Regions from separate parts of the Capra hircus genome. Here region 2 is linked to region 1. Evidence: chromatin contacts called from public Hi-C data. All regions are on one chromosome and are shown on one strand. Each heading gives the region's core, a stretch centred on a gene start, on an enhancer-like site or on the middle of the called end of the contact. The rest is flanking DNA. Distances are from core to core; before and after follow the strand shown.

Region 1 (7,615 bases), core at 2,676-5,175:
ATTTCCATCACCCCAAGAAAGAATCCTTGTGCCCATTGCCAGTCATTCCCCATACCTAACCCAGATCTAGGCAACCATTAATTTGCTTTGTTTCTATGGATTTGCCTGTTTTGGATATTTCATTTAAATGGAATCATACAATTTGTGACCTTTTGTGTCTGGCTTCTTTCACTTAGCATAATTTTTTTTAGCATAATGTTCTATGGTTCATCCATGTTGTATCATGTATCTATATTTCAATCCTTTTTTAATTGCTGAGTAATGTTCTATTGTATGGATGTACCTTATTTTGTTTATTCATTCAGAATTGATGGACATTTGAGTTGTTTTCATGTCTTTAGTGTTATGAATAATACTGCTGTGAACATTTGTGAGTAAGTTTTTGTGGGGACATTTATTTTAAGAAATTATTCACATATGTAGAAATAATGGTTCTCTGTTAATTCATGTATTTTTAATTTTGATTTTATTATGTGACAGTATAGTGGAGAGAAGCCCTGTGCAGGGTTTTAGGAGTCTCAGCGTTCAGTGTTATTACTCAATGTTAGAACAGTGAATCTGTGTTTATAGATCTCAGTTTCTGCTCTAGATTGAATCTTTTTATCCTTCCCAAAATTCATATGTTGAAACCTAATTGCCAGTGTGATAGTATTTGGGTAGGCCTGGAAAATCCCATGGACGGAGGAGCCTGCTGGGCTGCAGTCCATGGGGTCGCTAAGAGTCGGACACGACTGAGCGGCTTCACTTCACTTTACTTTTTAGAAGGTTATTAGTACACTCTAAGAGAAACCCCAGGGAGCTCCCTTGCCCTCCTACCAAGTAAGGATGTAGAGGATGGCCCCGCAAGAACCAGGAAGAGGCCCTCATCAGACACTGCATCTGTCTGTGCCTTGATCTTGGACTTCTCAGACTCCAGAACCATGGGAGATAAATTTATTTATAAGCACCCCTTTATGGTATTTTTGTTTTAGCAGCCTGAATGAAACTGTGAAAAATAAATTTCTATGATATTTCTATTATAACAGCCCGCATGTACTAAGACAGTTTCCTTATCAGTAACGTGAAAAAGTTGAAGTAGATGCCCTCTATGGTTCTAATCACTGGTTCTGAATCTATTAGCTTTTGTCTGACCTTGGACAAATTACTTAATTTCTCTGTGCCTCAGTCTCCTCATCAGAAAAAATGGGGATATTAATGTAATTCTGGCTTCCCTGGTGGCTCAGGCAGTAAAGAATCTACCCGCAATGCATATAATTATGTTGTTTCGAGGGGGGAAATTATATTCTGGAAACTTGAAATGAATGCCAAGATTTGTTAAGCTACTTGTAGTATGTTTGTTCCCGTTTTAGTGTGTTGTACCAAGAAGGCCTCAGTGGGAATGCTTTGGCTGTGGCCTCTGTGGAGAATCAGTGGTGGAAAGCTAAATAGTAGCTGGTGGAGGAAGGAAAACTGAGCTGCTAATAATAGATGCCGTTGAGTGCTTGCCATTGTAGAGTGTACTGAACCCTGCACATGTATTAGTTCACCTAATCCTGGGTCTGATGAGTTAGATTCAGTGACTATGCCCATAAAAGAAAAGTTAAGGAACTGTCCAAACCACCTAGCTAGTAAGTGGCTGCGTCCTAGTCACACCCTTGCCCTAGGCCATGATGCTTAACGCTGCACCAAACCACCTTTCTGGGAGAACACCTCCCCACCTCCCCGGGACAGAGTCCCAGGGCAGAAAGGTGTTCAGTTGGGGAGGACTTTGCTTGGGAAAGATTCCTAGTATTGCTAGCAGGCCTTCTGAGGGCAAAGAGATACTCGTGTTGCACATAGCTTTCCATATGTCTTATATTCCTTGGCTGCCTGTACAACTGTGATGTGACTGTTTAGTTACTGAACAAGATAAGGGATTTGCAGTATGATCAGTATTGTTTTTGGGTTTTTGGCCCCAAAATACATTGTAACATACATTGTTGTGTGTGTGTGTTTTTAATGGACTTTTTGTCTGATGGAAAACAACTTTCACGTGTTCCACTGGCTTCTTTCTACTTGGGTAATGCCATAATAATTTCCATTTTGTGAACAGTTTTCCATATCTTTAGTTAACTTGTTTTTTAAACTTTTGTTTTGTACTATTATACCTTTTTAACTTTTTTTCCAGTGTGCTGTTTGATGTACCAAATATTTTCATCATATAAACAAAAATTAGGAACCTAATGATACTTTTGTTCAGTCTGTTAGACGATTATATGTCTGAGTTAGATTTAAAAGCCTGAGATTATCTCAATGAAAGGTATGTATGTCTTTGCAGAGTATAGAGTAGGAACACTTCTTTCTGGGATAAAGGTCAATAGAGCACAGATTTAATGATGACCCAGAGAAATTTTGAGATAAAGAGAGGATGGGAGCTAGAAATACACTCATGAGTTTGTTATCACGTGCTTCCCCTGATGAATGAGACAGACCTATTCCGCAGCAAGTGACCTCAGTGGACACATCTGTTGCCCTGGGGAAGGAAGTGGTCCAGGCTTCTTGGAGCTCAGTGTGATACTCAGATGCAAAAGCTGTGCATGAAGAGAGTCCACTTCAGAGAGCTCTCGTATCAGGTAAAGACTCTCTAGCCATGGGGTACTCTAGAGCTGGGGATGCCAGAAATGTCTTTACTGGAATTCCATCAGCCTCATTCACTTCTCTAAAGCGGTATTCCTTTTGCGGTATTCCAGTTTTGGCGAGGAAGGATTTACTTATAAATTAACACAGATAGGAAAAGCCAAAAATTTGAAAAAGTCATACAATAAAGGACCTTCTGAAGCTGAACCTTCAAAAAATGCAGGTTTGCAGTTGCTAAGGACTTGGTAGACTAGCTCAAGAGGTGAGGAGGTCCATAAAGAACTGAGTTCCCTCGTGTCTGGCTCCTGAGGAGAAGGGGCAGCAAGGATGATGTAGGGTACTGCTTGTATTGTTTTTGAGAAGGGTTTTGAAGTGGCAGGCTATCATTAATATTAGCTTTAAATCTTTTGACATGTAAATACAGTGTAGGACTTTTCATGCATTGGACCTTTACTGTAGAATTTTCCTGTCTTTCAAAGTAGGTTATGTTTTCATAGAAAACTTGGAACTTTCTCTGTTTGCTTCATCCCTTTCTTCTTTTCTCCCTCCCTCACGGAATAAACTAGGTCTTGACCCATCTGTAAAAATGGTGTCAAACGAGGATACTTCAGGTTTCCATTTTATTTAGAAGAATTACTGTTTTGGATAGATCTGTATTGTTGTGAAAGTTAAGCATTTTATCATTTTCATTTGAAGTCTATCCCAAAAGCTTGGTTTTCTTTCAGAATTGTCAATGTTATTGTAAACCCAGATTAATAATCATACATTGGCACCTACAGTGACAAAAATGACACGTTTTTAACTGTTGATCTGCTTTATTGATATATTTTTGTAAAGTTGAGTAATGTTTATTTCTGCCTAATTTTACCTATGGATATGTAGGTGATGTGCCCAGCTAGGTTATTAATACTTAGTACCTCTGCATGTGCTTATTTGTTTTTATCTAAGGTTGCTCTTGCTTTGTAACAATAGTTGAAAGTATTTGTAATCTGAATTCAAGGACAACTGTAGTATTTCTTCGGAAATAGAAAGCTAAGGGAGCGAGCGTGCATTCTGGCTCTGTTCATTGCCATTATGTGTCTGCGTGATGTAGACTCATTAGAGATGATTTAGTTAGCCTTCGGCTATCCTAATGGGTTTTCACTGGTTGTTAAAAATGCTCTTCGAAGAATAACTAAATTTTCCAAATAAACTGGTTGATTTATACTCAGTGAAAGAGGAGTTCCAGTGCACCCATTCATATCATCAATTACAGTCTCTTAAGAAGTGTAATTTGCCCACTCTTGATTAAAAGGCCCGAAATTCTCTTTTCCTGCTGCTTAACACATCCTCTGCTGCCCTCTAACGGCTGCCCATTGCTAGAACCCATCGAGGTCCCCCTTACCATCACCATAGACCTGCCTTTCTCTAGCATCTGGTGATTATGGAGCTGCTGGATCCCTGGGAAACTGTCCCAGTAGAAGCTGGAAGGAGCTGCTCTGAAGGAAGATCAGCTCACGTGACCTGGGAGCACACCACGGGGCGCTGCTGGTCAGGTAGTTGTGATGATGTTGGGACTCCTAGGCTGTGTGTTTCACTTTGCTGTTTCTCACGTGTTTGTTCATTTGTTCACTGGTTTATCCTTTCATCAATGAAATATATTGTGAATGCCAAGGACATCCAGAGCATCTTGCCTTGTTTCAATCTAGTAGATGCTTATTGTAGATTTGTTAAATGAATGAATGAATGAATAAATAAATACGAAAATAAATAGGACAAGTCTTTCCTTTGGGGAGGCAAAATATCACTTTAACTACTTAGTTGCCCCAGCTTTCCTTTTTTTACCTCTTCAAGATCTTGAGAAAGATGTTCAAACTAGAAGACAGATACAAGTTTCCATTGAAACCTAGTCTCTTTATATTTTTCAGAATTTCTCAGAATTCATCATCTCTAACTGTAGACGGGCTATTTTCAGATAGGATTTATTTTGCACCCAGGAATGAGAATTTACTTCGAAGTTTCTTGCTTTTGGTTGGTGGCAATATGCAGTCATGGTTGCACATTTTCCTATATATTCACCACTCTCCAAGGCATCTCACCTGCTATGACCTGGCTTTCTGCTTCTTTTATGAATAATAAATTGTGACTTAATTTATCCAGATTGTTTTAAAGACCATATATGAAATATGACATGTTTGTGTTAAGCACTTTGTGACTTGTTGAATTTTCTGCTAGTTTTTTTTAGCTTGCTTCATTTGGCAAGTTTTTTAAAAAAACTTACTTTCCTTGCCACTTTCCATTAACTCATATCAGGTATATGCCTGTCTCCTTGTTCAAGAAATATTTCACTCAGATATGTTTAGGTTCAGTAAGTTTCTAGTGAAAAATCAGTGATCTGGATCTACCCACTGGAGAAAAGTATGAGCAGATACCCCATATTTAACACTTATTGTGGTGATAGCAGTGGACAGTGATATTTTGCAGGATTTTCTCTTTATTTTGTTTTGTGTTGTATTAGCTGTGAAGATGTCTTGCGGAATAACCTGAAGAATCTTTTTGGCCAACCCAATATGTTAACTATTTTATAAATTACATATAAGATAACTACAGATAGGCAGATTTGCTTTTTTTGTTTGTTTCTGATGACTGTGCTAAGGACTTGAAAAATCTTAAATGACTTCTGTAAAATTAAATTTAATTGGAACTAGTAGTACAGAAATCATGACTTTTCATTACCCACCTCTTTTATGATAACAATGAAAGAGATTGATGGAAGGGAGACTCTAGAAGGGAGGAAGATATAAAAAGTAAACATTACAGCTTTCATCTCGTTGACTGCTTCACATTTTATTCATCAGTTTGATCTTGGCCCACACATCCAAAACCTACATTTCTCATTACTTTAGATTACTTTTTCATCACTTTCAAGATGTTATTTAAAGAAAAGGGCTATTGGATTAAACGAAAATCAGTATTTTGTCATGCTGAGATGGTTTTGTGAAGTCATGGAAAGTTTAGATGCTGCATCTATGTCTCAGGAGAGTGATGAAATGTACTCTTGCTTCTGGATATTACAGTTTTCCAAGATAAATCTATACCAGAAATTGAACTCCCTTTTGTGCTTTAAGTATGTGGAGAACACAGTGGTGAAGAATTTGGCACTTGTTGGCATAAAATTGATAACCTGACTTGCAAAGCTCACATAACACAGATTTACTCAAAGGGTCACCTTCAGCTATTATTTCTTATGCCTTAAGAATTCCTGATCTTCTATTTTCTTAGGTACTGATTAATTGTTATTTTTAAGATTTTTAAATTTTTTTATGGCTGTGCTGGGTCTTCGTTGCTGCATGTGGGGTTTCTCTAGTTGGGGTGAGAGGGGCCAATTCTCTAGTTGTTGCAGGCAGGCTTCCCAGTGCCGTGGTTTCTCTTGTTGCAGTAAATGGGCTTTGGGCATGTGGGCTCAGTAGTTGTGGCTCGTGGGCTCTAGAGTGCTGGCTCCTGCGCTGTGGTACATGGGCTTGGTTGCCCCACGGCATGTGGGATCTTCCTGGACCGCGGACTGAACCCGTGTCCCCTGCATTGACAGGCAGATTCTTTACCACTGAGCCGCCAGGGAGGCCCTGATTTGTTGGGCTTTATTGTGACAAGGCTTAAAACGTCAGTGTTCATTTAGAATAGATAACAGCCGGTTGGGGGGGGGACCCACAAAGAGCAATCAGTGGCATTGAGTGATTGTATATATGACCTACCAAACTCTAAACTGCAGTTTTGCTTCCTGTACCGGTCAAGTTTCTCCACTGACTAAAAGAGAAGTCTGCTCTGGGAACTTAAGCAGAAATGGATTTATTAGGAGAATAGCTCACAGAATTTATGAGGCTCAGAAAAGTAGGAATGACCCAAAGGCAGCTGAGAAGTTGTCTGTGCTTATACCATAGGAGAAGTGTGGTGAGGAAGCCAGTTCTGTTGATGCTTCTATGACTAAGTTGCTCCTGTATCTTCATTACTCCCTCATGTTTGAAATTCCTTTGTGAGGGCATCCCACTGACGGCCTCGATCAGCAGTTCTCTTTTTTCTAGGTTTCAGGGTGTCTGTGAGTTCAAAATTCTTTTTTAAATAATTTTTAGTACGTCTTAGTAGTGGGCTTTCACTCCATTGACATTTGCACTGATGATACAAAAGCTAGACTCCATCTTGTTCACTTGGCCAAACGTCACTGGATATTTTCAGGCCTGTTTTATTGGTAAGGTGATGATGTGATATAAGAACAGTGTTACTGGAACCAGATTCCCAGGGTGTGAGTCCTAACGTCTCCACTTACTAGGTTTGAGATGTTGGGCCACATTTAACTTCTCTCAACTCCAGTTTACTTTTCTGTAAAATGGGATTAATAATAGTACTTACCTTATGGAAATGTTGTGAGCAGTAACCAAGTTAATACAGGTAAATCAGTGTATGCCTTGTAATAATCCCTTGCTGAATGTTAGCATTCATAATCATCATTATCCAGCGTTCACATCTGATCTTTGACAAGCTGGTCACAAGAGAAAGGAGCTTAGACAAGAGCCTGAGCTGTCTGGTTCTTGTAGAGCTGAAGAAAAGCCTCATCAGATCAAGATACTGATCTAGAAACATGAAGTGCTACTATTTTAGGTTAAAAATGTAAAACATGAACCTTTCCCTCATTCTTCCTACTGTTTGTATGTTAGCCTGGGCTGATGTAGAACAAAAATGAATGACCAAATCGCAAGCAAATATTCAAGGATAAAACTTAAAGAGAACCTATCATGTTACTTTGACAATGTGTTTTCTTTTGTAGACGGGTGCCAACAGTAGTGATTTTTTTTTTTTAGTTGTATATGCAAAAGCTGTAAAATAATATGCTTCTTTTAGGTAGTCATGCTTAAATAGTCATTATCTGACAAGTGTTAAGATTACATTTCTTCCTCCAAATAATCTCGGATTTCTTTTCAAAAGACTACATTTTTTTTCAGGGCAAGGCTGTAACTTGAGATTTTAGCTTTAGCTGAAAGCACAGAGC
Region 2 (7,615 bases), core at 3,661-6,160, 110 kb before region 1:
ACAGCTTGTTTCACTAGCAACCCAAAGAACTGAGATGTCTAATTGCATTATCTGTACTTGTCAAATTAATTTTATATGGCTGTGAAATATTTTCTGAGTGACAATAGACATACTTCCTGTCTCCCTAGAACCATAAGTTGCCAGAAGTTCCTAGTTTTGATGGATCTCCGTAATAGGATCCTTCTAATAAAACTGGTATTTGATTTTCTCTGTCATTTATGCTGCAATTTATTTTTTGTTAGGTTTTAATTGAAAACATCCACATATTTCCTCTGGCGCTATAATGCCAAGGAGCCGGTTATAGTAGTAGGCATACTTTCCTGCTCATCCTGATAAGAAAGCCAGGGAATTTTAATTCTACCTGTTCTTCCCCCTAGATTTAGAATGTAAATTCTTTCTACATATTTATGAAACAAGACAAGCTGATAGCAAGAGCAGTACTCAGTAATTGGAAAGTCAGTTACCTTTTATCTCTTGGTTAAAAAGAGGAAGTAGGTCAGTTCTTTATTAATATTATTAGAAAATACTATTTAGGATGATACATCATCATAGGATGATACAAATTACTAGGGGAAAGACATTGTAAAGTTGATTTTCAAGCAAGAGGCAATAGCTAACTTATTCTTTTCCTTAAATATATTAAGAATGCAGTGACTGATTTTTCAGTAATCAAAGTCTGAATCTTTTTGTGTTCAAACTAATTATTTTAATTAGTTTTTTTTGATACCTTACCAAAAAAAAAAAAAAACTAAACTAACTCAGCAAGCTATTTTCACTACTCAGATCAAGCACCTGCTAGAAGGGTTTGTACAGATGCATTTGTTGCTATTCAGTTGCTAAGTCGTGTCCATGCATCTGAACATATTTCAGCCATATACCACAAGTATATGTGATGGAGAGAGAAATATAAATGTGAGAATAAAATATTTATGGCATGGAATTACTCATGCCCATTTGTTTATATAGCCTTCTGTGTGTGTTTCTGTCACAGACGTGAAACTAAAATTCGAGTAGATTCCTCTGCATTTAAGTCTTCTGGTGAGGAAATTTAAATTGCCCATCTACTAATTTTTTTTTCATTTGAGATAAACCATGATGTGTATATAAATATCATTTCAAAGGCTAGGAGATGATATCTGTGTATTTGGCTTATACTAAACCAAGAAGAAGTTTGTTTTAGAAGTAATATGATTCTCCAACAGCCTCCATGTTTGCATACATCAGAATTCATGGCAGTTTGGAAGCCAAATACAAAAGCAAACATTTCTCAGGAAGAACTACAATTTGCTGCCATCCATTTATATCAAACTCTGGGTGAAACATTACTGAAAACTTACTTCTCAGCCTTGATCTTAAATGGCTTAGAAGGCTGGTGACCTCATCCTTTGATGTTTAAAAAAGGAGGAAACTATATTTCAACTAAAGAGGCTAGAAAACATTAAAACTGCTCAAACTGGAAATTTCCACAACATCTGACAACACACCAAAAGCCGCTGAGACAAACATGCTCTCAAGTGCTGTCCTGCTTCCAGTTTCCTGTGCTTTCTGCAAGTACTTCAGTTTTTCAGTCTGCTTCTGGAGACTGCTGGCCACTGTTTCAGGCAGAATGCTTCCACGACTACTGCTCCATGCTGAATTCTTGCCCAGACCAGGGAGAGCCTAGACACTAGCCTGCGGACAACGGCTGCAAGTGAAGTCAGGAATCTGATCCGCAGGAGCAGCTTCTAGGTCTGTCATTGTCCCAGAGTCCGTGAGCTTTGAGACTGGGAATTAAAGCAAGAACACTAGAGGCTGAGGGCCTAACTCCTATCAGAAACTTCGAACCATCTTTAAAGATGCGAGAACTCAACTCTGAGTTAGCGCGTTTTCAGTAGTTCTTTGCTTGCTCTTTCCACAATTAATGAACACCCCTTTAGATTCTGCAGTTCTGTAAATCCATGGATGATTTAACCTGAATCATGACTCTCTTACTTGGTAGTTAAGAAGAATGACTACGAATAGGATAGACTCAGTAAAGTGGAGTCTCCCAAGGATATTTGTCAGTTGTTGCTGATCCATTGGACGTCCATGGCCCTCAACCCTCAGCTCTTTATATTCCTGAAACATTTGAATCCTTTACGTGATCTATTTTCAGAATAGATCAACCAATTTAATTTGTAGTTCCATTAGTTACATTGCAACCTGAACTTAGATTTTTGATGTCACAACTCTTGGTAGACTCCTCTGGAAGATGATCATGATAATAACTAGCATTTGCTGAACTCTTCCTATGTGGTAGCTCTTTTACAGACATCATCTGTCACAGAAATTCTGGGAGATAGGCACTAAAATTAGCCCTATATACAGATGGTTAAACAGAATCAGAGAGATTAAGTTACTATCCCAAGGTCACACAGTGGTTGAACTGAGACTTGAACCCAAGCAGTGCAACTGCAGAAACTGTATCTCTGTAAAAGTCAAGTAAGGTGTAATCTCCTGACCACAATGTCTGGGAAAAAAATTAAACGCTCCAAGTAGTAGGATGACTGAATAAATTATGGTTTACCCATGCGATGAAATATCAGGTAATAATAAAACAAAATAATAGTTTTATGAATATGTAATGGTATGAGAAAATGTTAAAATGTAATATTAAATGAAAAAGTGCTGCACAGTAAAATCTCAATTTTGTACTTAAGAAAAATAGATAATAGAATGCCAATGTTGATTATCTCTAGAAACTAGATGAAAGGTGATTTTAGTTTTTTCTTTATGCTTCTCTGTATCTTCCAAATTTTGGAAGTGGCCATCATCAGGAAAGTGAGCTCAGTCATGTCTGACTCTTTGCAACCCCATGGACTATACAGTCCATGGAATTCTCCATACCAGAAACTGGAGTGGGTAGCCGCTCCCTTCTCTGGGGGATCTTCCCAACCCTGTGCAAGTGGCCATATATTACCTTAAATTCCAAAAATTAAGGTATAGTGAAGCATAAAAATGTCTGAAATTCGCTTCTGCTAATTTCTAGCGTTCAAGAAAAAGGAGTCTGTTTCTGTTTTGTCTGAGACGGTGATGTCCACCTCTACCCAGAGGTATGTGGCCTCTTATCCAGACCTCTGTCTGGATTAGACTCCTTAATTTTCATAAGAAAATGTCAATTCTACCACCAGCTGAGCTGACACTGATAGATGTGTCCTTCATTGTCCTCATAGATTATCTATACTCGAGCATCTCTGCACAGAGGATAACCTTGAACTCTGCTGTCCCAAACAGAGAGCTTGATTGCTCTAAATGTGTTTATATATTATATTCATGTGTATTATTATATCTGAATATACATTATATATTCAGATAAAACTCCCAGATGCCCATATTGTCTATTTCTCTGGGACTTCACATTTTATCATTGATCCTTACATCTGTATCCTACAACCACCTTGCCGAGCTCCTCACAAAATTACGTTTGCTGAGCTGAGTTTAGCCCCAAAACCATGAGCTTGGCAGTGAAGAATCTTATAAGTAAGAGCCCTATTGCATTAAATGTAGAAGAACTGTTGAAACAGTTGTTCACCATATCATTAGACTATAAAAGGGAATTTTTCCCAAGTCAAAAGTCATCATGATCTTTCTAAGCAATAGATTTGTTTTAATCTTATGGACACTACAATTTGTATCATCAGCTTAAAAATTACAGACCACAAATAACCCTCTGTCTTAGCTGCTGTAAAGCCCTGGGCCAGATACCTGGTGGTCCTCCAGCAAATGTCCAGATCTGTTTGTTGAACCGATCTCTGATTTCCTTCTGTCATTGACTTTCTCTTTTTCTTTTTTTTTTTTTTTCATTTTAATGTGCTCCTTCAAAGCATATGAGGAAGAGGAGAGAAGAAATAAATGGATAGATACATGAATAAAAGCAAATTTGTGTTGGGAACTTATGGCTATGATTTCAAATCAACACAATGAGCATGAGAGTGTTCTTCCTTGATCTGTTTTTCTAGAACAATTTACAGAGATTCAAGAGTTGGTGACATGATGATGACAAGACAAATGGAAGATTTTCCCCACTGCTATTTGTTTTAAAGAAAAATGACAGAGTTCAAGTCCCGGGTTCATGTACTGCTCTGACAAGATCCACTGTAACACTGGGAACACCCTAACATGAACTGTTTTCTCAGGAAACAGGCCAACTGCTTTGATCTCAAGCAGACAAATCAGAAAGGCAGCTAGGAGTGACTTGCTTCTCTGTAATTTTACAAGCTCAAATTCTACATTCCATCCAGTTGTTTCACAAGCTCCTGAACTTACAAACTTTCAACTTCAGAAAAGTGAACACAAAGCCCCAAATGAGAACAAAGGCGTGCAGGCTCTGCCTTCCCCACAACAACAGTCTGATCACTTGAGCAGAGCCCTCTTGCTCCCGGTACCAATAAATTTACCTGCTCACATGTGACAGAGCTTCTGCAGTTGCTTTCCCCACCACCTTGTCCTTGCAGGACTTCCACCATCTGTTGTTTTTTTCCACTCAGTCTTTAAGTAAGGTGTTTCACCTTCCCCTGGAGGCAGCACTTGATCTCTTTCTTTCCTGTAAACAGCAGTGTGGCCTGTCTTAACATTCTCTCCAGAACAATTTTTCCCTCTAAAGTGCTGAGTCACTGAAGGGAGGAAGAGACATTCTGTGGGCAGCAGTAGTCAACTGAGAAAACAGAATCGTTTCCCAGGACTTAAAAGGGTACTTTTAAGAGTGAGCAAATTCAAAAAGTGGGCAAGAAGTCCGTTCAGGGTGAAAGGTACAAAGTCCTTTTCACATAGTCTGTGGAAGATCATCTTTCATAAATGAAAAAGGTATGAGTGGAAAATTCCTTTATTCTGCAGCAGGAGGGCAGTGCATCAGCCCTGGGCTGGGATTGCAGAGAGTTCTCTTGAGTTCTTAGCGTTTCTTTCTGGCCCCTTCCTTTCAGTTTTTCACCAGTTCAATGGGAAGATGACCTCTGCTCCTACTGTAAGAGGAGGGTACTGACAGAATGAGTGTGTGGGAGTTCTGAGTTTTTGGACACCTGGATTTGACTGTTGATCTTCAAATATCCACTGCTTCCAAATCAGTCTTTTTTTGAACTTTTTATTTTGTATTTCTCAAAGGCTACTGAATTAAACTTTTTAAGATAAAGAATGAAGTGGGCAGGATATACAGGAAGATTCTAACACTATAAGCTTTTAAAATGGAGACTAGTGGCAACTTCTTGTGATTCAAAAGTATCGCAAAATAAAAACAGTTTAAAAATGATTATTAGCTCTACCCAAACTCAGAGTGGCTCCCATACAGTAATGTGTGTGATATTTCCACAGCCTCCTTTTCAAACCCTTCCCGTATCCAAATCATCACACAGCTACCATTTGAGTAGCATGGTCTCATTATAAATATATTATCTTACCCATCCTGGTTAGAAACATATGAGGTAGGTATAATTATCCCATATTTCCAATCAGAAAACTGAGTCTCATAAAAGTTAGGTAATTTGTCTAAAATTATGAGACAGTAGAAACGGATGTCTGGCCTGGTTGAACTCAAAGCCACTCTATTTCCACTGTTTGGCTGGCTAATCTGCTACGCTGATTTCTATCTAACTTCCTACCTGCAGTCATTCTATGGAAAAGGTGTGAAGTTTGGAGCTGTATTCTTTAATCATTCACTGTATAACTGGTAATGGTACACAGCTGTCCAGGCTTTAATTTCCTCAGGTCTTAAATATGGATGACAATGCCTCCCTAATGTTAAAACCATTAAATGAGATAATATATTTAAAACATGGGCCATGTCTGGCTCATACTAGTTGCTTAATAAGTATCAGAATATGGCCATACCATCCTTTACTTACACCAAAATTCTCCAGTATTAAAATTCTTTATATGTGTTCTAGTTCCCCCACCAAAAAAAATCTATGGTTCATATTCCTTTATAACCTCCTTGTGTCAGCATGCTATTGATTACATGTTCTGGAAACTAAATTTATGCTGAGTTAAACAGGAAGGAAATCAATTACCTCACATAGGAGGATGGTCAGGGCGGGCTTGAGGGGTGGCTGATTCAACAGTTGACAGTGTCATTAAGGAGCTAGAATCTTTCTGCCCCATGATGGACAGAATCTGCTTCACCCTAAGGTTTGTTACCCTCCCTGGTGAAAAGGCCTCTGGTTGCCTATAGTACCCAGAAGTAATCACATTTCATTTATATCTGTGAGGAAAGAAAGGCTATCTCACTATGGTTCTACAGCCGTCAATCAGCTAATCTTTCCTTGCAGAACCATTCACTGGGAAAGGGAGGTGAATTTTCAGGATTGATTTGATTCATCATCTGAAGGGAAGTAGAATTTGTCCACTACCCTCCCCAAAGTTTTATACTGTAAATCTCAATGATTGAGAGAACAAGCTTATTTATGAGTACAGGTGGAAACTCTAGTAATATCCAGAAAAGAGATGGTGAATTTTCACAGAAATAAACTGTCTGTTTGATTTCAGAGCCCAAAATGCCTCCATGCCATTGGTTATGCAGAAAGGAGTGGTAAGAGTAAGCCCTTTAAGACATTTTTGCTTTAGATCAATTCTGTTGTGACACTGATTAAGATCTCTAAATATACTTCTCAAGGACAGATGACACAGACACACAGAAGAAAAACAATACCCTTAACACATTATCTATAGCTGGTTCCCCACAAGATGATTTAGGTGGTACACATTTACCGCCTTAAATAACATTGAATTACAGATAACTGAATCCTGCTGATACTATCAGAGCAAAAGCCGGTTTAATGCTCTGAGTCTGCAACTCTTTCTAACAGGTGTAAATCTCCCTTTAACAAAGACAGGCTTAGAGCTTTGAAGGACATCACCTGGGCTTTTAAACATTGTTTTGTCTTCCTTTCAAATAGCTTTTCAGTTACTTTGTATTTGTGATAAACAGTATTGGTCCTGGGGCTTCCCTGGTGGCTCAGGGGTAAAGAAACCACCTGCCAATTCAGGAGACAGGGGTTCATTCCTGATCTGGGGTTCGTTTAAGATCCCCCATGCCATGAAGCAACTAAACCCATGCACCACAACTATTGAACTTGTGCTCTCGAGTCTGGGAGTCGCAACTACTGAGCCCACGTGCTGCAATTGCTGAAGTCCTAAAGCCTATGCTCTGCAACAAGAGAAGCCTCTGCAATGAAAAGCCCATTCACTGAAACTAGAGAGTAACCCCTGCTTTCAAAAACTAAAGAAAATCCTGTGCAGCAATGGAGACCCAGCACAGCCAAAAATGAACTAATTGATTTTTTAAAAATTGGTCTTTCCATTTGAGATGATGATAATTAGGAAATAATATGAAATTTCCTTTGAAAGCAAATCTAGTTAAGGAAAACAAAGTCAAGCCAAAGAGTAGTTTTGAGAAAGGGTTATGCATGGATGTTAAAAATTATGAGGCAATATGTAGTGGTATATGAATAAGGAAAAAATATGAAAGTGTTTTGAGAAAACTAAAGCTTGAAAGGCACTTACCTGGAGTAACTAGAGAACAATTGCAAGAATAATTTAAATTTAAGACTAAAGAAATTGCTAGCACACAGGGTAATTACTTCAGGAGCCACAAGAGGGCAGTGGATCA

The links. A called contact is a pair of places that touch in the nucleus more often than the background predicts.
Region 2: a contact with region 1 is called in a Hi-C map of blood, with 4 times the contacts expected there. The contact joins two enhancer-like sites. A contact is called at or near these places in 2 of 5 Hi-C or Micro-C datasets (blood and liver).

Annotation. Positions count from the first base shown.
Region 1 is chr2:118,650,326-118,657,940 of ARS1.2, reverse strand. The region is part of intron 1 of SESTD1 (SEC14 domain and spectrin repeat-containing protein 1); the gene reads left to right. Among named protein-coding and RNA genes, the nearest start is that of SESTD1, 46 kb to the left of the region's middle. Within about 2 kb of position 3,925, at least 1 of the 5 cell types and tissues checked has an H3K27ac peak or open chromatin away from gene starts, as enhancers often do.
Region 2 is chr2:118,765,691-118,773,305 of ARS1.2, reverse strand. No RefSeq gene overlaps it. Among named protein-coding and RNA genes, the nearest start is that of SESTD1, 69 kb to the right of the region's middle. Within about 2 kb of position 4,910, at least 1 of the 5 cell types and tissues checked has an H3K27ac peak or open chromatin away from gene starts, as enhancers often do.